2 separate regions of the Mus musculus genome follow, and region 1 is linked to region 2. The links are chromatin contacts, called in public HiChIP or PLAC-seq maps. All regions are on one chromosome and are shown on one strand. Each heading gives the region's core, a stretch centred on a gene start, on an enhancer-like site or on the middle of the called end of the contact. The rest is flanking DNA. Distances are from core to core; before and after follow the strand shown. Region 1 overlaps Ncaph (non-SMC condensin I complex, subunit H). Region 2 holds the start of Usp50 (ubiquitin specific peptidase 50).

Region 1 (7,004 bases), core at 3,538-6,037, 330 kb after region 2:
TTATCACAAGGAGAATCATCTCGTGGCAAATACAGTTTGCACAAAGTTGCTTCTCAGGCCTTGCCAAGTGCAGGGAAAAGCAGAGATCCTTCTCCGCCTCTGCTGCAGCTGACAGGACTCCCACAGAAGACCAACATAGGCCCCCAGGCCATTACCCCATCCCCGGCTGCTACACCTCTCATCTTAACTTCAGGCAGCTTTTCCCTTAGGGCTAACTGACTGCCAAGAGAAGACTGTCTTTTCCCCTCAAAGGTGCAGTGGTGAGACCTGCTGGTACTCACATCTGCCATACACTCTCCCCTAACTTGTCTTCCTGGTATGTTGTAGCTCAGGTTCTAGAAGCTGTTGAGATGGGGGAGAGTTCAGTGGTAGAGCACTTGCCTAACATGTAAGGCTAAGTTTGCTCTCTAGCGTGGGATTGGGGTGGTTCCAGTTCAGTTGTATGCTGATCAGTTGTATGCTGATCAATTGTATCCTGCTCACTATGGAGGCAGAGGGAGGAGCAGCAGGGCCCATCCGTCCCTAAGCCCCACCACACAGCAAAGGATGACTAGGGTCCACATGGGAGTGACTAAAGGAATGTCTGGGACGAGTGTCTTCCGTGGAGGTGCTGAGCTCTAAATCATCACAGAACTCTTAGGAAATGTCCAATCCTGTGTCAGCCTGACAGCACACGGGCTGTGGCTATCTTGCATACTTTAGATATCCAAACCTCTACAGGGGAGACTTGACTGCAGCAGGAGGGAGTCAGGACACTAAAACCTTGGCCATCACTAGGGAACGGGGCAGAGCTGCAGAGCAGGGGCCTCAGTGAGCCACGCTCCTGCGTCAAGTGAGTCTCAACGGCCGCTTTGCACACTCTTGTCAGGGTGGTAACAGTACACCCCAGTCAGTCAGCTTTTCTTAGCCTTTCTTTGGGTTGCTGGCATGACAGGTACTTCAGCTTCTGTCAGGAACCACACAGAGACGCTTCGACTACCATAAGCGCAGACAGGTGCTGTGTGCCTGCCTCTCTAGCCCCCATGGGCTTGTTTTTTTTTTTTTTTTTTAAAGATTTTTATTTTTACTGAGCTAGGTGATGGTGGTGGTACACACCTCAATCCCAGCACTCAGTAGGCAGAGGCAGCAGATCTCTGCATTTGAGGCCAGCCTGGTCTACAGAGCAAGTTCCAAGATAGCCAGGGCTACACAGAGAAACCCTATCTAGAAAAAAAACTTTCTATTTTATTCATGTGTGTGTCTGTCTCTCTGTGTGTTTGTGTTAAAGGCCAAGGGTGTGGATCTCCTTGAGCCGCAGTTAGAAGAGTCGTGTGTTGCTCGATAAGGATGCTGGGGACTGAAGAGGAGTATGTGCTCTTGCCCACTAATGTGGCAATGCTCGGAAGATCTGCTGTAAAAGCTCTAGAGAGCTGGCAGAGGTGGATTCAAACGCCCCCATACTTACTTGGATGGCTTACCTTTTCATTTGCTAAGTGCAGAAGACAGGCAAAAGCCAGGGGTATGGAGAGGTTCTGAGCCATGAGCGGGGGCAGCCTGGGAAGAGAGGGGCAAGCACTGAGTAGGTCAGGCAACCCAGAGGACAATGCAGCTCCTTCAAGTGTTTATAGAAAGTAAGAGGTGGACAATGGGCCCTTCATGCTAAAAGTCCCACCAAGAAAGTTGCCCAGGGCTCAGAGGGGACAGCGCACCCTAGCCCTCTGTCTATCAGCACACACCTTGTCTGCAGGTCCTTTGTGAGCCCACTGAGTTTCTTCTCATCAGCCACTTCCTCGGGGGCACCTTCCTGTCCACTTTCAGTGTGGTTTGCCTAACCAAAAAAGCATATTTATGGGTTGAAACAACAGAAACTTACAAAACTGTAAATCCCATAAAGAAAAGTGTACTGAAGGAAGCAAAGTTAAATTCTCTGGAGACCTTAAGGATGGGTCTTAGTTTGATCCCCACACTGGCACTCTTAAGAGGTGATAGAATTTTTTGTTTTGTTCTAGGGTTTCTATGTAGTCCTAGCAGTCCTGAAACTCACTATGTGGACCAGGCTGGCCTTGAACTTACAGAGGTCTGTCCATCTGCTTCTGTTATGAGCCAGCATGCCTGGCTGAGTCACGAATTCACCAAGGTGTGACTGTGGATAGTGGACCATATGCCCTCCTTGTTCTTTCATAGTCTAGCCATGACACGAATGATCAGACCCTGCTTTGTGCTTCTGTAAAGTACTACAAGACCAAAGCAATGGTGCCAACGCACTGCAGACTGAAACCTCTAAAGGTGAGTCAATGGATTGGCTTTTCTTTGAGGTGAGAGCCTCTGCTGTTTGTTGTACACACACTAACACTGCGACTGAGGCATTCTCTGACATACCCAAGACCACACAGCTTAGGGTCCTCAATAATCATGCATTTCACTGCACAGCCAGCAAAACGTGTAAGCAAGAATGGAGTTTGTAGAGCTCAATGGGTCTGAACCGGGGTTCTAGGTCTGCACACTTAGTCTGCTTCACTCTCAGGAGAGGGGTCTGGCAGCGTGATTATGTCTCCAGCGTTCCTGCTGAGAATGGGCATCCTAAGGCAGAACACCACTTCAAAGCATACACACCTTCTGACACTTGTAAGGTAGCCACAATACTTTGTACAAAGTCCTATTTTAAGTCCGGTTGCTACTGGGTAAGTACTCCGAATGCCCATCAGGACTGTAAAGCACGCAGCTGCTAGGGCAGCATGGGAAAGCTTGCATCTGCACGTTTTCATCACCAGTAAGGTGAGATAGAGGCCAAGGCATTAGCTTGCTGTGTGACCTGTCCCATCCTCTGCTGGGACAGTCTCTTCTTCCAAGCCACGGTGATGTCTGTTTTAAACTGTGACTGCATCTCTCTGCTTTAGGGTGGGGACCACACTGAGGGATCATGAGCTGTAGACATCAGCTCTCCCTTCCTACACATTGGGAACCTAAGGAGCATGAGTGATGTTACCTCTGTGTCAGCCTCCTTCCTAGAAAACTTCGTCAGCAGACTCCACATACTCTGCTTCAGCTTCTTCATGTCCATCTTTTTGGCAGTCTTGGCGTAATGAATTTCTATTTTATTCACCTGGAATAGGTGTAACAAAGCAAAATTAACCAGAAGAAAAACATTCACTATCAATTTCCTGTAAAATAGAAGTCTCGAATGAAAAAGTTGGAAATCAAGGAGAAATCCCAGCCGGGCACAGTGGCACACACCTTTGATGCCAGCCCTCTGAGACAGAGGCAACTGAATCTCAGTGAGTTAGACACCAACCTGGTCTACAGAGTGAGTTCCAGGACAGCCAGGGCTATAAAGTGAAACCCTGTCTCGAAAACAAAAGCAAAAAAGAAAGCCAGTCTCAACCTCATATACAGAGTTCCCTGCAAAAAGATCTCACTTCTTTCTGTTTTTACCTTTCGGATTTTGCTGTTTTGCTTTTGAATCTCGTGTAGCCGAGTCTTGCCTGGGCTTACTGTTAGATCCTGAACTTGTCAACCTCTTGCCTCCAAGCAAGTGCTGGCATTACAAGTATGAACCACCACGCCCAATTTTAATGAGCCAGTGCATGGGACTGAATCTAGGTAAACACTCTACCAATCCTAACTCCTTTTAATCAGAGGAAATTTAGATTAAGACCAAGAATTGCAGTGTAAGAGATGAGTATATGAAACAGATAGCACCCAGCCTGGCTCTTGGGATAAGGCATCAGGTATTTAACACATGACAGGAACTGAAAATGGCCAAGGTATTCAAAGCCCCACAGCAATGCTCTCGCTGCAGCCTTCCTACATGTGTTTTATTGGTGTGGCCAATCCACTCCTACTTATGACTTGGGTTTGACTCTCAACACTACAGCAGTAAATAAAAGTTAATAAGATAAAATAAGGTCTTTGGAAAAATATCACTACCATATAACCTAAGTAGCCAATGTCAATAACTGGGAAGCAGTTTAGACAGCACAACCCTGTGTGAAAACTCAGATAGCAGGTTAAGATGGAACCGGAAAACAAGTGGAGCGCAGGCTGATGGGACTCACATCTGAGAGGAGTTAAACAGACAGCCAGGAATCCACACAATTCCTTGTTGTCTCTTCCTTACCTTTTGAGGCTCAGCCACCAAGTTCAACTCTTGGTAAGTTGTGATATCTACTCCTTGGTTTTCAGGAGAAATGTGACCATTCTCTTGTGTTGTCTTTGGATCAGACTCAAGGTCAAGGGTCCCGACTGGATCCGCAAATAAATCGTCTGCCTCTTCATAATCACTGTCAGCAGCCTGGGCAAGGAAACAACCCTTCAAGTTTGGTAGATGCTATCAATGGGAGAGACTCCACGTACACAAAGCAAGCAGAGTCCCACCAACGTGGCCTGCTCGCTCACTTCTTCCTGCTTCACATAAGCCCTACTACAGAGAGAGGGGTCTCTTATCAGCCTGAGACCTCGGAAGCATGAGTTTAAAGAGTGCAATGACCACAGAGACCAGCATCCCCTTTGCTTAGTAACTAGATAAATATTTCATCTTACAGAAAACATTCCCAAAACGCTGGAGCACAGCCTGCATCCCTTGCCTAACAAGAGCACAGAACAGGGGCTGGGCATGTAGCTAAGTACAGAGTACACACACATTTCATGTGAGTTACTAGGTTCCATCCTTACCACCCAAAAACAGTACAGGAAATCCCAGGTGCTATCTAATTTTGTAGCAGGAGCAACGCCCTTTTATATTTTGGATGGATACAGACTCTCAAGAATGCCAAGGTGACCTTAAACTTGCCTTGTAGCAAAGGGTGACTTTCGATTCACCTTCCTCCACCTCAAGACTGGAAGGTGTGTCCCACCACACCCAGTGTGATGGTTACAATAAAAATGCCCCACACATAGACTCAAAGGGACTATTAGAAGACCAATGTGCTTAACAGAATTAGGTGAGTTAGGGGACCGAGCCTCAGCTGTGTCAGACTGAAGTTATTTATTTGAGATACAACCTTCGAGATGGGAAGTGGTGGCTAAAGGAAGCCAAAAAAAAAAAAAAAAAAAAAAAAGACTGTAACTCAGATTCCTACCTCAACTACACCAAGGCAAGTAAGAGAATTCTTGGGCACCGTTGGCTTCTGCAGGCTCTGGATACCTGGGTTTGCGACCTTAGCTGCCCCTTGTACCCCCTAGCCAAGGAAGGGGAGGTGTTTGTGTAGAACCCAGATCACCAGAAAGCCTTTAAAGAAATTTAAAAAGCCCTACTGATGGCCCCAGCCTTGGCCTTGCCTGACCTAACCAAGCCTTTCACTCTTTATTGAGAGAGCAGGGGTTGCCATAGGAGTCTACCCAGACTTTGGGACCTTGAAAAAGGCCAGTGGCTTACCTATCCAAGAAGTTAGACCCTGTTGCCAGCAGGTGGCCTTCTTGCTTGAAAGCTATTGCTGCAGTAGCATTACTTGTCAAGGATGCTGATAAGCTCACTCTGGGACAGCAAATAACTGTAGTGGCACCCCACACTCTTGAAAGTATTATCCAACAGCCTCCTGACCAATGGATGACCAACGCTCATATGACACATTATCAGAGCCCTTTGTTGACTGAACGAGTGACCTTTGCTCCCCCTGCTGTCCTGAATCCCACTACCCTACTGCCCGAGACTGATGACTCTTCACCTGCTCATCACTGCACTGACATTCTGGCAGAAGAAACTGGTACTCGAAATGATCTGAAGGATCAGCCTTGGCCTGGGAGTCCGAGTTGGTACACGGATGGCAGTAACTTTGTGGTTGAAGGTAAGCGGAAGGTAGGGGCATCAGTGGTGGACAGAAAGCAAGTGATCTGGGCCAGCAGCCTCCCTGAAGGAACTTCGGCCCAGAAAGCCGAACTTGTGGCTTTGATATAAGCTCTACAAATGGCAAAGGGGAAGTCTATCAACATTTACACTGACAGCAGATATGCTTTTGCCACTGCACGGAGCAATATACAGACAAAGAGGGCTGTTGACACCTGCAGAGAAAGACCTAAGATGCTGTGGCTAAAGGGAATCAGATGGCAGATCTAACCGCCAAACAGGCGGCCCAAGGAGTAATGATCCTGGCAGTCAAGAAGCCTAAAGATTATGATGTCAGAGACCAGCTTTAGATATACCCCTGAGGACTATCAAGTTATGGACAAATTAGGGATGGTAAAGGAAACCTCATATGGGGTAATAGAAACAGAAGAAAGAAAATGAGTTCTCCCATGGGAAGAAGGACACAAGTATGTTACCAACTTACATTACTTGACCCACTTGGGGTCAAGAAATTAAAAGGTGTGGTTAGGTCCTCTGACTACTATGTTACAGGACTCTCTGACTTGGCAGGAGAAATAGTCAAAGCTGCAAGGCCTGTGCTATGACTAATGCAGGACACTCCATGTATACTCCTGGGAAGAGGCTCAGGGGCAACTGGCTGGGGGCCTATTGGAAGGTAGATTTTAAAGAAATTAAGCCAGCTAGATATGGTAACAAGTACTTATTAGTGTTAATAGACACCTTTTCAAGCTGGGTAGAAGCTTTTCCTACCAGGACTAAGACGGCCAATGTGATGGCCAAGAAGATCTTAGAAGAAATCTTCCCGAAATTTGGGATACCCAAGGTAATCGGGTCCGATAATGAACCTGCCTTTGTTGTCCAGGTAAGTCAGGGACTGGCCAAGATATTGGGGGTTGATTAGAAGTTACATTGATTAGAATTGATTAGAAGTTACATTGTGCATACAGGCCCCAAAGCTCAGGACAGGTAGAGAGGATGAATAGAACCATTAAAGAGACCCTTACCAAATTGACAGCAGAGACTGGCGCTAATGATTGGATAGCTCTCCTACCCTTTGTGCTCTTCAGGGTTAGAAACACCCCTAGACAGTTTGGACTGACCCCCTATGAATTACTCTATGGGGGGGGGGGGGCTCCACTGGTAAAAATAGCCTCTGTACATAGTGCAGACATGCTGCTTTCCCAGCCTTTGTTCTCTAGGCTCAAGGTGCTCAAAAGGGTGA
Region 2 (7,037 bases), core at 2,702-5,201:
AGGGAATCTCTGAGTTGGAGGCCAGCCTGGTATACAGAGTGAGTTCTAGGACAGTCAGGTCTATACAGAGGAACCCTGTCTCGAAAAAACAAACAAACAAAAACAAACACTGGCTCTTTTCCAGAGGACCTGGGTTCAATTCCCAACACCCACATGGATGGTGGATGGAAATTGTCTGACACCCTCTTCTGGCCTCCATAGGAACCTGGCAAACAAGTAGTACACAGACATACATGCATAAACAATAAAAATTTTTTAAAATTTTAAGTAAAAAAAAAAAAGCAAAACAACCACTAAATAACAAATATCCTAACCTGGACATTTTCCTCAGGACCCCAGCACCAGAGCAGGTGCTGGGCAGGCCATGCAGTCTGAATACACATACAGCCTACATCTCCTAGCTCAGACTTGTTAGTTCTTACCTTTTTCAAAGCTTCGTGAAGCTCGTTGAGGACGTAAATCAGGAACTCCTGCGCATCTTGCTGTGTCTTTTTCAGAAAAGCTGGGTAAAGACTGCCAACAGCCGACAGAAATATCTCTGGTGAGACACAGTCTGAGTCCCCAAGCCACATATCTGTCATCAGGTAGGCAAAGGCGGTGGTAACCTCACTGCAGTCCCTGAGAAGAAGAGCAGAGGCAAAGGGCAAATATTCCCTGCTGATTTAATGAAAAGAAAAGACCCAGTCTCCGTGGCAAGGGATCCGTCCACGCCCCTGCACCAGAGCCCTGTCCACCTTGCTCTCCGCACCCTCCATGTGTGTTCTCTGGGGACCTACTGTGTCTGGGCTTGTGGCCCTTCACAAGGACTCCAGCGGGTCCTTTCCTCACCTCACCTGGGGGAGCTGGGGTGGGGCAGACTCAGGGAAGACCTCCTCTTACTTCTTAAGAGCTGTGATGTACTTTCCGGACAGGAAGTACTCCACCAGTGGAGATACGCTGCAGAGGCATTGCAAGATGGCGTTCATGTAGCAGGTGTTGCCCAGGTTCCGCAGTCCCGTCACGCCCTGGAAGTGTGGCTGGGTCTTAGACTCCGGCAGGGAGTCATAGTCTGCACACTCCGCACTGTGTGGGCCACATGGAAGGAGAGTGTTTCCAGGGGAGAGCATGAGTGCTAGTGCCGCTCAGACCCTGGCAACCTCTGAAATAAAAGTGCTCTTTTGTGGCTGGGAGGCAAGGTCTGATAACCTAGGCCTTCTCTGAACTGACAAGTCTCTTGTTTCACACCTCAGTGACTGAAGTTAGAAGTCACCAGCCTGGCAAGAAGGGTTTTGTTCCTTTTGTTTTGTGGTAGGCCCTCCCCATGTGTCTCTGGCTGGCTCTGCACTGGCTACGTTGACCAGGCTGGGCTTGAACTCACAGAGATTCCCCCGGCCTCTGCCTCCTGGGTGCTGGGATTAAAGATGTGTAATTCTAGCCAGGGGGTGGTGGCGCACGCCTTTAATCCCAGCACTCGGGAGGCAGAGGCAGGCGGATTTCTGAGTTCAGATTTCTGAGTTCGAGGCCAGCCTGGTCTATAAAGAGAGTTCCAGGACAGCCAGGGCTCAGAAAAACCCTGTCTCGAAAACCCAAAACAAAACAAAAAAGGTGTGTACTTCTCTGATTGGCTAGGAAGGATTCTTAGTGGGTTTTTCTCTCAAACTCACTCTCTACCAAGGACAGAAGGAGTTTAACTTAGGCCCAGAACTCTGAATGACATAAATGTTTGAATGTCTGACATAAATAAAAGTTTCTTCCTAAAAAGAGAGTAAAGAGATAGAGTAAACCTGCCGTCCAGGTCTCAGGGTGGCTTGGCTAAACATCCAAACTCAGCTGTTAAAAAACCAAAGCCTTTCCTGCTTTAACAGTAACATCATAGACATTTTGTACTTAGTCTGACTATATTAAACATTTAATATACATTCCCCATTAAATATTTGCAACAGCTCTTCTGGGTAGAAACAGTCCTTCTAAAATCCCATTTACAGGTGGACTAACCAGCTTATGTGAGTGAGTCATTTGCCCACAGTAGTATACCAAGGGCAAGCACATAGTGATGCAGGAGAAATGAAGGCATTTACCTACCTTACCTGGCCATTAAATTATATGGAATTACAGCATATGCTGAGAATGAATATAACTCTATAGGTGACATATGGAGAACATAATACAGTGTTGGAGCTGTGGCTCAGTGGGTAAGAACACTGACTATGGATTCAAAGGACCCCAGTTCAAATCCCAGCAAGTGCTTTATGGGGCCGTTAAAGGGTTGTAACTTTGAGCCTTTGTAGCTTCTTTTGGTGTCTGGAGACAGCTATAGTGAGCATGATACATACACATAGTAGGAACATATACATTCATATGTTAAGGGCACAGGTATGTATATATGCATACATATGTGTGCATACATGCACATTGCTACGCTAATAACTGATTATATATATTTATGATTAGGGTTCTTATGTTTGCTCATTTATAACACAGAAACATTCAGCATGAGAAAGTGTCCTTGGCCTGTGTGAGGCACTGGCTTTGGCCTCAAGCTCCTGATCCCCCAGCAAAACAAGGAACACTACCTCTTCCTGGCAGGGTTACTGCGAGGGCCATGCAGGTGCCATGCAAGGTGCTTAGCTTAGATCACATAATAAATGATATCTTTTAAAAGAATACAACATAGCCAGTTATTGGTGGTGCAAACCTTTGATCCTAGCGTTCAGGAGGCAGCAGCAGGGGGGATCTCTGAGTCTGAGGCTAACCTGGTGTACAGAGTGGGTTCTAGAACGAATAGCTAAGGCTACACAGAGAAACCCTGTGTCCAAAAAAAGACAAGTGTATATTTATACACACACACACATATGTATATATACTTATATACACATACACATGTGTGTATATATGTCTATGTGTGTATGTATATATGTATATATACATCTATGTACCTGTATAGTATGTATACACGTATATTTACATGTATACACACATATATACATATATATGTATACACACATATACAGATATACGTGCATACACACACACACACACACACACACACACACACAGCTTGGGTTCTGAAGAGATGGCTCAGCAGTTAAGAGCATTTCTGCTGTTCTTTCAGAAGATCCTGGCTCACTTCCCAGCAACCACATGGCAGCTCACAACCATTTGTGTCTCCAGTTCCAAGGGATCTAATGCCCTCTTCTGGCCTCCAAGAGCACTGCTTTGGTGTGCTTAAATTGTCAGCAAAGCATTCATATACATAAAATAAAATCTTTAAAAGAATAAATGACTTAATGTGGAGAGACGGGACTGGAGCATCTGCCCAGCATGCAGAGATGGGAAATACTGCAGGCTCCAGGAGGCCTCCTTGATCTGCACAGCTCCCTCTTATCTGACCGATTCAGTAGGGCCGCTCACCACCTTTGTCCTTTATTACCTTTCTTCCCACAGACTGAATCTGAAATCCAGGCCCCACCGCTCAGCGGCCTCACTCAGTGCCTCTGCTCAGTTTCACCCATCTGAAAAGTGTGCCATTCTCACTTTTACTCAGTGATGTCACGGAGGCCCTGAGCTGACTGATCAGGGAGTACATGTATGTTATCTCTTCTGGGTCCTTCATGGGTCAAATCTGGCAGAGCCCTCCCAAATGCAACAGGTGCCATGCCCCCTCTAGGTAAGCCCTCCCCCAGCCCCCCACTCCTGAGGTTATCTATAAAGGCACAGGACATAGAGGCTCACAGGTTGTAGTAGGCACCGAAGTCGTCTGCAGGGACCGGCCGATGAGACGCCATGTCAATGAAGCACATCAGGCTTTCACTTCTACTCACGAGCTACCTTTGATCCTTTTAACTTCATTTCTCCAGGACTGCTCCCTGGCTTGTTTTTGGTTTTGAACCGTTTGAATGCCCCCCTCCCCCCTTTGTGTTGTTGCTGTCTGATTTCACTTGACTCAGGCCCAGTTCTTCTTGGATCCTCCCCTGCATCACAATTGTCACCCTTCATACCAAGGTTCTAACGTGTTGTCAAGGGATACCATTATTTGTTTGTTTGAAATGCTTCTGAAAGATCAACTTTCTGAGAACGAATTGTCCACATCACAGCTCTCCCTCTATTTCTGGGTTTCTCACACACAAGCACACAGAGATGTTCACCCTCTGGATTTGGGGACAGTGTGTGGCAACACTGCTCCCATGAACCCTAGAGGGACATCTCTTCCCCTATGGAGGAGGTAGTGAGATTTTTCTCATCCCGATGCATACACAGTGAGGTCACCAGAATTGTTTATTCTTGGGATGGAGACACAGCTGGATATGGGCACATACCCATAGTACACAGGCTGTTAGGGTTTTACTGCTGTGGACAGACACCATGACCAAGGCAACTCTTCTAAGGACAACATTTAAATGGGGCTGGCTTACAGTTTTAGAGGTTCAGTCCATTATCATCAAGGTGGAGAACAAGGGCATGTCCTGGCAGACATGGTGCAGGAGGAGCTGAGAGTTCTATATCTTCATCTGAAGGACACTAGAAGACTGGCTCCCATGTAGTTAGGAGAAAAGAATCATTGCCCACCCCCACAATGACACATTTCCTCCAACAAGGCCACACCTCCTAATAGGCCAAGCATATTTAAACCACCACACAGGCTTATTATAGGATTTACAAGCTGTGGCCTCTGGGGCACACATGGTTTTCTGAACTCAGACTTTTCCACTGGAGGAAAAGGATGGCATCCTCAGTTCTAACTAAAAGCATGGGGCTGTGACCTGGGAAAGCACCCGTGCTGGGGCCTTGCCTCTGGAGTGCCTAGTTGCTGCTGGCCTGCTCTCTGAGCAGATCTACTGGGTCAGCCAAGCACCAGCAGAGAGCAGGCAGAGAGCCCTTAGGATCAGTTTATCCCAGGTAGGGTACTGAAGACAGGCTGAAGGAAAAATACTCTCAAAGTCCAACTTCATAGAGCAATGAGTTTCAGTGGGGTCAGTTAGGGCATATGGGTGGAGAGATCAGGAGCAAATAGGACTCAGCTGTGTCACCGAAGACCCCAGTATGAGTGACAGCTCATGAAAGCTGGGCTCCAGGAGCACACACAGCCTGCAGGCACTCAACAGATTGCAGTGTCCTTTCTAGGCCTTTTAGTCGTAAGCCACACACTGCAACACACACCACATGACATCGATCTCTCTCACACACTATGCCAAACCACCCGGCAACACACACAATGACTAAGAAATATACATTAGATCCATAATGATGCCCCTCTGTGTATGTGCATATATGTATTGAGAATCAGAATTCACACCAATAGTCACAACCTTTCTAGATTTATTTTCCCTTCCTATACAATCTAACTCTAACTGGGAGACACCTAGCTTCTGACAGCCCTAGCATAGCTCCTGTCTCATCAGTCCTCAATGCTGTGTTCCCACTGCCTAGCACGTGACATTCCTGCCTCATCTGCACACCAGGGCACCACTGCCCACAGCTCATACAGCTCACACTAAAGTAAGAGGGCTGCTTCTTAATTTTTCCTTATCTCTTTGGTGGCTTGTTTTAATCTGCCCCTCTTAGATATTTCTTTCTAGTCATCTGAAAATTGTGCAGTACTTTCAAAATCTACACCCATGTATTTTAAATATTTTGACAATATGAAAGTGCAGTCTATGCTCTTTTCACATATTTATGTTAAGCTAAAGTTGAGTAGCAAGGGTGACTATGTTATTCCAATCCACTTGGTTTTTATGCTATGGGTGATACATAATGGATTTTTGTGAAAACGTCAATGTTAATCTGCTAGTGAGGTTGGAAGGTAAGGAATTCTGTGTGATGTAACAACAGAAACTGCTGTGTCTTGGCAGGTGAGAATGCTCCATGGTTAAGCATCCTTGATGCTGCAGCTTAGCTTCTTCCTGCTGGATCAGGAATTAAAGTGCCAGGCACTTTCCTTGTTGCCGCTCTGGCACAGTTACAAAGAACCTGTAAAGCAGGGCTGCACCACCACCCGAACTCCATACCGTCCTTCGCAGCCTGTGCAGTCCTTTGTCCTTTGCATTGCGGGTTGAGACCCCTCTTCTCGTGGGCTTTTCTAGAAACTTACAAGGAATGTTTTAATAAAAGGTGAGATGAGGTGCAATGACTTGGAGGTGACTGGGCTACTTCGCCTCTAGGGATATAGAACCCCTCTCACAATTAGTGATAAAACCTTGTAAAAGCCCCCAGCATATAACCCAGTGGGCAGATCCTCCCTGCTCAACCAGCCTTCCTTCCCTCCTCAGTCTCTCTGGGATGATAAATTTATACTTAAACTGCATCATGGCTGAATTATTTCCTGCAAGAAGACAAGGACCAAGGAGAAATGCTCTCTGGTAAGAGACCACACTGCGAAATTGAGAAGAGTGAGGTTTACCCATACATAAAATCATCTTCAATATGATGCAATTTAGAGATCATTGAGATCTTTGTCCATCCAGGCAGCTGTGTGCCAGAGACTTCCAGAGACTAAACAGCTGGTGAAAGTTAAATCAAGGTTGGGGCTCTTGAATTCTCTCACAATTGTGATGAATAAAAATCTAAAGTGAGGGGGCTGGAGAGATGGCTCAGCAGTTAGGAGCACTGACTGCTCTTCCAGAGGTCCTGAGTTCACAGACCCCATCTAGGTCAGAGCAGCAATACTTGCAAGGTTGGCCGAGATGGCCCTGGCAGCCCAGGCTAACAGCCGGCAAACCAGTCAAGCTCAACAAAGCAAGTCAGAGGTGATCAGGGCGCTTGAGAGAGGGACCGCTCTTCTATCTGCGTGGATCAGAAGAACGTGCACAGAGTATGTAAACCTTTCATTGCCCTGCTCCCTGTGTGCAGAGAATCAACCATTTGCAATAGGACTCTCAATATGGTTTGTTTGTTTGAGACAGTTTCTCTATAGCCTTGACTGTCCTGGAACTGTAGTCTAGGCTGGCCTTGAACTCAGAGTTCCACCTGTCTCTGCCTCCCAAGTGCTTCTTCTATTAAAGACAGGAGCCACTATGTCCAGCTGGGGTTCTCAGTCTTTGTCCAGTTTCTGGTCTAAATCC

What was found. HiChIP or PLAC-seq counts read pairs in DNA pulled down with a chosen protein or histone mark.
Region 1: a contact with region 2 is called in an H3K27ac HiChIP or PLAC-seq map of embryonic stem cells, with 2.6 times the contacts expected there. The contact joins the enhancer-like site here to the promoter of Usp50 in region 2. A contact is called at or near these places in 5 of 39 promoter capture datasets (the HPC-7 cell line, cranial neural crest, frontonasal cranial neural crest and 2 more), 2 of 484 Hi-C or Micro-C datasets (bone marrow-derived macrophages and nephron progenitors), 1 of 115 datasets of contacts at active chromatin or transcription factors (embryonic stem cells) and 3 of 9 other capture datasets (adipose tissue, embryonic stem cells and liver).

What each region holds. Positions count from the first base shown.
Region 1 is chr2:127,104,389-127,111,392 of GRCm38.p6, forward strand. Ncaph (non-SMC condensin I complex, subunit H) reads right to left here. Exons shown (of 18, transcript NM_144818.3): 14 at 4,097-4,270; 15 at 2,966-3,082; 16 at 1,716-1,807; 17 at 1,458-1,533. Among named protein-coding and RNA genes, the nearest start is that of Gm39922, 9.2 kb to the left of the region's middle. Within about 2 kb of position 4,788, at least 7 of the 459 cell types and tissues checked have an H3K27ac peak or open chromatin away from gene starts, as enhancers often do. A contact at or near this core is called in embryonic stem cells, where this site is marked.
Region 2 is chr2:126,779,509-126,786,545 of GRCm38.p6, forward strand. It overlaps Usp50 (ubiquitin specific peptidase 50), which reads right to left and starts at 3,952. Exons shown (of 7, transcript NM_029163.3): 1 at 3,712-3,952; 2 at 880-1,062; 3 at 423-618. The coding sequence starts at 3,779.